Regions from separate parts of the Bombyx mori genome. Here region 1 is linked to region 2. A link is a contact called in public Hi-C data. All regions are on one chromosome and are shown on one strand. The core of a region is the stretch at or near the end of the contact, and the rest is flanking DNA. Distances in the headings are between cores, read along the strand shown. Region 1 overlaps LOC101742298 (protein 4.1 homolog). Region 2 overlaps LOC101742298 (protein 4.1 homolog).

What was found. Hi-C and Micro-C count contacts between places; a contact is called where the count stands out from the background.
Region 1: a Hi-C map of midgut shows a contact between it and region 2, with 1.7 times the contacts expected there. The contact joins two enhancer-like sites. A contact is called at or near these places in 2 of 7 Hi-C or Micro-C datasets (midgut and whole pupa).

Annotation. Positions count from the first base shown.
Region 1 is chr20:12,095,198-12,098,123 of ASM3026992v2, reverse strand. All of the region lies in intron 1 of LOC101742298 (protein 4.1 homolog), which reads left to right. Among protein-coding and RNA genes, the nearest start is that of LOC101742298, 15 kb to the left of the region's middle. Within about 2 kb of position 1,458, at least 5 of the 8 cell types and tissues checked have open chromatin away from gene starts, as enhancers often do.
Region 2 is chr20:12,052,374-12,055,073 of ASM3026992v2, reverse strand. It overlaps LOC101742298 (protein 4.1 homolog), which reads left to right. Exons shown (of 16, transcript XM_062674419.1): 4 at 278-394; 5 at 1,186-1,369; 6 at 1,460-1,612; 7 at 2,191-2,376. Among protein-coding and RNA genes, the nearest start is that of LOC101740055, 49 kb to the right of the region's middle. Within about 2 kb of position 1,328, at least 3 of the 8 cell types and tissues checked have open chromatin away from gene starts, as enhancers often do.

The sequences.
Region 1 (2,926 bases), core at 209-2,708, 43 kb before region 2:
CACCTTGAGATATGTTCTAAAGTCTCAGTATAGTTACAACGGCTACCCCACCCTTCAAACCGAAACGCATTACTTCTTCACGCCAGAAATAGGTGGGGCGGTGGTACCTACCCGCGCGGACTCACAAGAGGTCCTACCACCAGTATGTACGTACATGTTAGAATTTTCAAGGATCTTTTGTGTTAGCTGACTACATTACTATAACGAGATAACGAGTAGTAGTTCGTATCATCATTCTCATAGACAATTTGTTGGAGTCATTTAAGTACGAAAACAGAAAGCGGTTCCCTGTGTATATCCATCTTTTTTTTTCTTCTCTTCCGTTCCATTCCAATCTTCTATTCCACTGCAAATGCTCGATGAAGCTATTGGAGATATACTTATTCTTTTACCTTCGTGCACGTCAACACCGGAGTAAGGAATGTCATCGCTGTCTACTTTTGTTGGGTCGCAGAATTATGATTTCTCCAGAACGATGGAATTATTCAAGCAAGTTTTAAGGAATTGTTTAGGAAATAATGTAAGTAAGTAAATAATTACCGGTTTCAATTTGTCAGTCGCAATGCAATTGTGACTGGCCCTAAGCGGCTCAAGATGGCCAACGACAGTCACTCAGTGTTGACTCTGATAGCTGCCAAACACTAGCTGAGATGAGAGATCGGTTTGGTCATCTAAGGAAAATGCATCCAAAATCCATCCATAGCATAGCTAATTAATATAAATGTGTGACCAAACGGAAAAATAAGATTATACATACGTTCATGACTCAACACTTGATAGTAGAATATTTTAATCCTCTTTCCTGAATATAACATTTAATGTTATAATACGGTAATAATAATTGAATATTCATAAAAATTATTGAACTTTTTGACTGATTGATGTAATTAATGAGTGTTTTTAATAGTTCTCGTGGCTCGAATGGATTTTTCAACTTTGGTCAACCACAAAGTTGTTCTATACATGAGGTGATTATGGACTATAATTACCGAATAACATCAGGTTAACCTTCAGATCGATTTGCAAAATACACAAAACCAAGTTAAAAGTCCTTCAAAAAATAAACATGTCATTGAAAGCTAATCAGTGAGGTACCCGACGTTCCTATGGATCAGCGGATGCCAGGGTCACAGACACGCTTTAAAGAGGTTTTCATTTTATGTCCTCCAAAGAATCGTTTCATTTTGTCTGTTCTTGATATAATAATTTTTATTATGTTCACAAGTGTTCACGGTTGGGTGTAGCCCCTTACAGATTTGTGGCTGTGTTAAGATCGCTTGCCAAGACGATAGGGTGAGTTAATTTGAAAAAAAATCGCATTAATTTTGGCTGGTTTTAAACTCGTTTCTCCCTAATAACGCGGCCATAAAACCGATTCCCCTTTAAATGACGAGCGCTTATTATAATGGCGTGATGTCACCGCTTCGGTTAAACTGACTTATAAATAATGGTACATTTCAAAACCGGTCGTGGTGCGTTGTGAGTCTTTTATTATTTGTCCGGCTTAACTTTCTCGTTTTCTTAGCGGCGCGGCGGTTACATTTTGAAATGCGACTTGACCTTAAACGGTGAAGTCCGAGAAATTCTCGTGAATTATTCAAGTTTGTTGGTTTTCATTTTGCACGCGTCTGTTTATTGATTGAAGTTGTTAGAGATCGTGTGTCCCGATTCGAAGCTGATGATTGATGGTTCGATAATTATAACCCAACTTCTACCGATAATGTTGAAGATAAAGAAGTTGATTCGTATACCCCATAAACTTGTAACCTGCACATTTTAGTTGGAAATTTTATTTAAATACAAAGGATACGTCAATTTTTTCCAGAAATAGCCATATTTTTTACGAATTGCAAATAAAACTTGTTCTTTTAAAAACCTTTTCTTATTATTGTGCGTAGCTTCACGTACTGCTGCGCCAAGATAAGGCACGTCTTTAAACTGCACCCGTGATTATATTTTTAGTCACAATTATAAATCTGCATTATCAGTGTTTTGATTAATGTTAACTATTCTGTGAATTATTTGTGTGATTTCGAAATTATACGGGTATGCATATTCTGACCATCAGTATCATCAATTCAGTTTAGTTAACAAGAATAGATCTAATGCCGGATTGTGCAGCTTAGTCCCCCTTGAGGTCAGGCAAGGCCGGACTTTCCGCCGTCATAGATACTGAGTCTCCAAGAAATGTGGGTGTGGCGGAGAATGCTACGAATACCGCGGACTGCCATGAGAACTAACGAGTTCGTTCTATACTCGTAATAGAGCTAAACATCCGAAAAAGACTGCCATTTGATGGGAACGTGTTATGAGCTTCTTCGGACACATCATGCGGTCTCCCGGACATGAATTAGAGAAGCTCATAATTTCGGGTCGCATAGATGGCAAGCGCGCCGTGAGCACCATAAGATGGTCAGATCTGGTAAAGGAAGCGGTTGGTGATAGTCCAATATAGTCCATGCGGTCCATACCACCCATGATCGAACACTGTGGAGAAAAGTCACATGTGGTCGCGATCCTCAGTAGTGAGAGAACGATGAAGAAGAGAGAAGAAACACTGACTATTAAGACCTCACAGAACCGCAAGTATTCTCATGAAGCTGACATTCCTAAAAGATGTCTAATAACCAGATGAAATATTAATAAATTACAGAAGATGCACAAATGCTGTTTCTGCAATTATCATACGAGGAGAATCCCAATAATTCAGTGTCACAATAAGTCTGGTATCGAATACTCGCAGGAATCGCGTGACAGTAATGACGATCAGCCATCACGCGAGCAAACGTGCGCGCCCGCTGTACCGATTGGAATTTCATAGTTATATCGATAATTCTTTGGTGAGACTGTTACTTACGGCTTTAGTAAGTCTTGTCTTTATTCAAATGTTTCTTTAAGGATAAGGACTCTAGGTCGTCGTTTGTAA
Region 2 (2,700 bases), core at 79-2,578:
TTATGTTACACCACATTGGTTCGCATCACTAGTTTGCTATTGCGGTCTGAACCGCTTAAAGGTTATGGATGTTGGTTTTCTATTGTGACCGCGGCATCGGGGTGTGTCGTAGTTCTGTTATCACCGATGCATTTTAGCTTGTCTAACACATTTGCAACTGTACGTAGTCAAAGAAATACGGCTCCCAGTCGCGCTAAACAATTGAATGATAGTTGTTTGGGCACTTTAAATCCATTAAATCTAAGTTTGAATTATTTCTTAATTCGATTTCTTACAGATGAACCGTGGTTCTTAAGGTTCGCCGTAAAATTCTACCCACCGGAGCCAGCGCAGCTGCAGGAAGAATTAACGAGATACCAGCTTGTTTTGGCGGTTCGCAGGGATCTACTTGATGGTTTGTGATGATGATGATCAATGATTTAAATCTATTCTAAAGTATATGTATGTATATATTGTTACTGGTGGTAGGACCTCTTGTGAGTCCGCACGGGTGGGGTACCACCACCCTGTCTATTTCTGCCGTGAAGCAGTAATGCGTTTCGGTTTGAAGGGCGGGACAGCCGTTGTAACTATACTGAGACCTTAGAACTCATATGTTTAGGTGGGTGGTGGTTTCCGTTGTAGATGTCTATGGGCTCCGATAACCACTTAACACCAGGTCGGTTGTAAGCTCGTCCACCCATCTAAACAATAAAAAAAAAATAAAAAAAGATAAAATACATGAGTAAACTGATATCTTTACACTATGTTAATAAATAGTTCATGTGTATTCACACCACCACACCGCACCACACACCACACCACACCACACACCACACCACACCACACTCCACACCACACCACACCACACCACACCACACCACACCACACCACAAATATGTCACAAAGACATTTTACTAAGTAAGCGGACACAAGATGTAATACACTGTTGCTTAACGCGCGATAAAAAGTATCTTTATTTAATGAATTCTTTTTTTTGTCAACCCCCGATTTTACTATCCATAGAATATTTGTATCGCGGGGCTTTAAATAAAATCCATTATTAAGTACAAAAAGATATATCTCACAATTTATTTTCCTTCAAAGTGTTGGGTCTTGGATTGAAAAGTACATCCACAGCAAAAGAGAACGGGGAAGTAATAATAAGTAATGTGACGAAGGCTTTGAAGCTAAGTTTGTCTCCAGGTCGCCTACCCTGTTCGTCAGTAACGCACGCACTACTGGCCAGCTACCTTCTCCAATCTGAACTTGGCGATTATGAGGATACGGAAGTCGGTGCCGGTCTGTGCAAGCAACTCAAGCTGGTCCCACCGTCATCTTGCACTCAGGAGTTAGAGGAAAAGGTCGTAGAACTACACAAGACACACAGGTAGTTTGCATAGTGCCATAGTCGAGTACCTTTGTGATAAGTCAAGTCAAAGACCCCAATATTTCTATTTAAACTATCATTGTATTACAGGGGTCAGACACCGGCGGAGGCCGAATTGAATTATTTGGAGAATGCGAAGAAGCTCGCCATGTACGGGGTAGACCTCCATCCAGCCAAGGACTCGGAGAATGTCGATATCACGCTAGGAGTTTGCTCGTCTGGTCTTCTTGTGCATAGAGAGAAGTTAGTGCGTTATTGAACGAGACTATATTTTTGGATAAGTCTGCGATCTAGCACAAGTTGTGTAAAGGACTAAAGGCTTCGTCAAACTGAACGCGTAATTAGAGCGCGTCAGAGCGCTAAACTATCGGCGTGCTATGACGCCGAGGTGTGTTGTACTACTATGGTAACATACCGTCAAACAGAGCCCCAGCGCTATAAGTACGCAACGCTATGTCGCGGCGTTAGGACGCTTTGACGTCAGGCGTTGTAATTTTTTACAAATTTCATTTTAGCGTCGGAGTGAATGTGTGCTAAAATACTGGATAATTCCCGAAAAATTGAAAGAAATAGTTAGAAAATACCCATGCTTATACAATGCCAGATCTGAATCACTCGACATCTTAATACTTTTAAATTTTCAGACTGCTATAGAAAGGCACTATGATTTGGCAAATGCGTTGCGTCAAGGAGCGTAAGGCTTATCTAGTCAATTGGTGTGACATGAAAAGAGCGCGACGTTAAAACGCAGCGCTAAGTACGCGTTCTGTTTGATGAAGCCTTAAAGGTTTGAACCAAGTATCCCCCTTTCTCTCGTGCAGGCTCCGCATAAATCGGTTCGCGTGGCCGAAAATCCTGAAGATCAGCTACAAACGGCACAACTTCTACGTGAAGCTGCGGCCGGGCGAGTTCGAGCAGTTCGAGTCGACGGTCGGCTTCAAGCTCGCCAACCATCGCGCCGCCAAGAAGCTGTGGAAAACATGTGTAGAACATCATACGTTCTTTAGGTAAATATGTTATTTTTGGAACGAAGCTCCTTATGGGACGATGCGGAGGGGTACCTACCTAACCGGGAAAAAACGTCCGTAACGTAAGATTTTTAGAATACATGTACTTAATGGATAGGCTAATATTTATTTGAGTATTGGACTCCCTACGCCAGTTGCGGGGGCGTTAATGATGAGAATCTTTGTGGGGGTGAGAAAGAATAATGTTAATTTTAAATGTCCAGCGAACCAATCGGGTACAGCTAGTGTATTTATAAAAGGGAAAGAGTTTGCTAGGAATAATAATCTCTTCTGCCTCACTCAATTTTTCCGGATCCGGACATC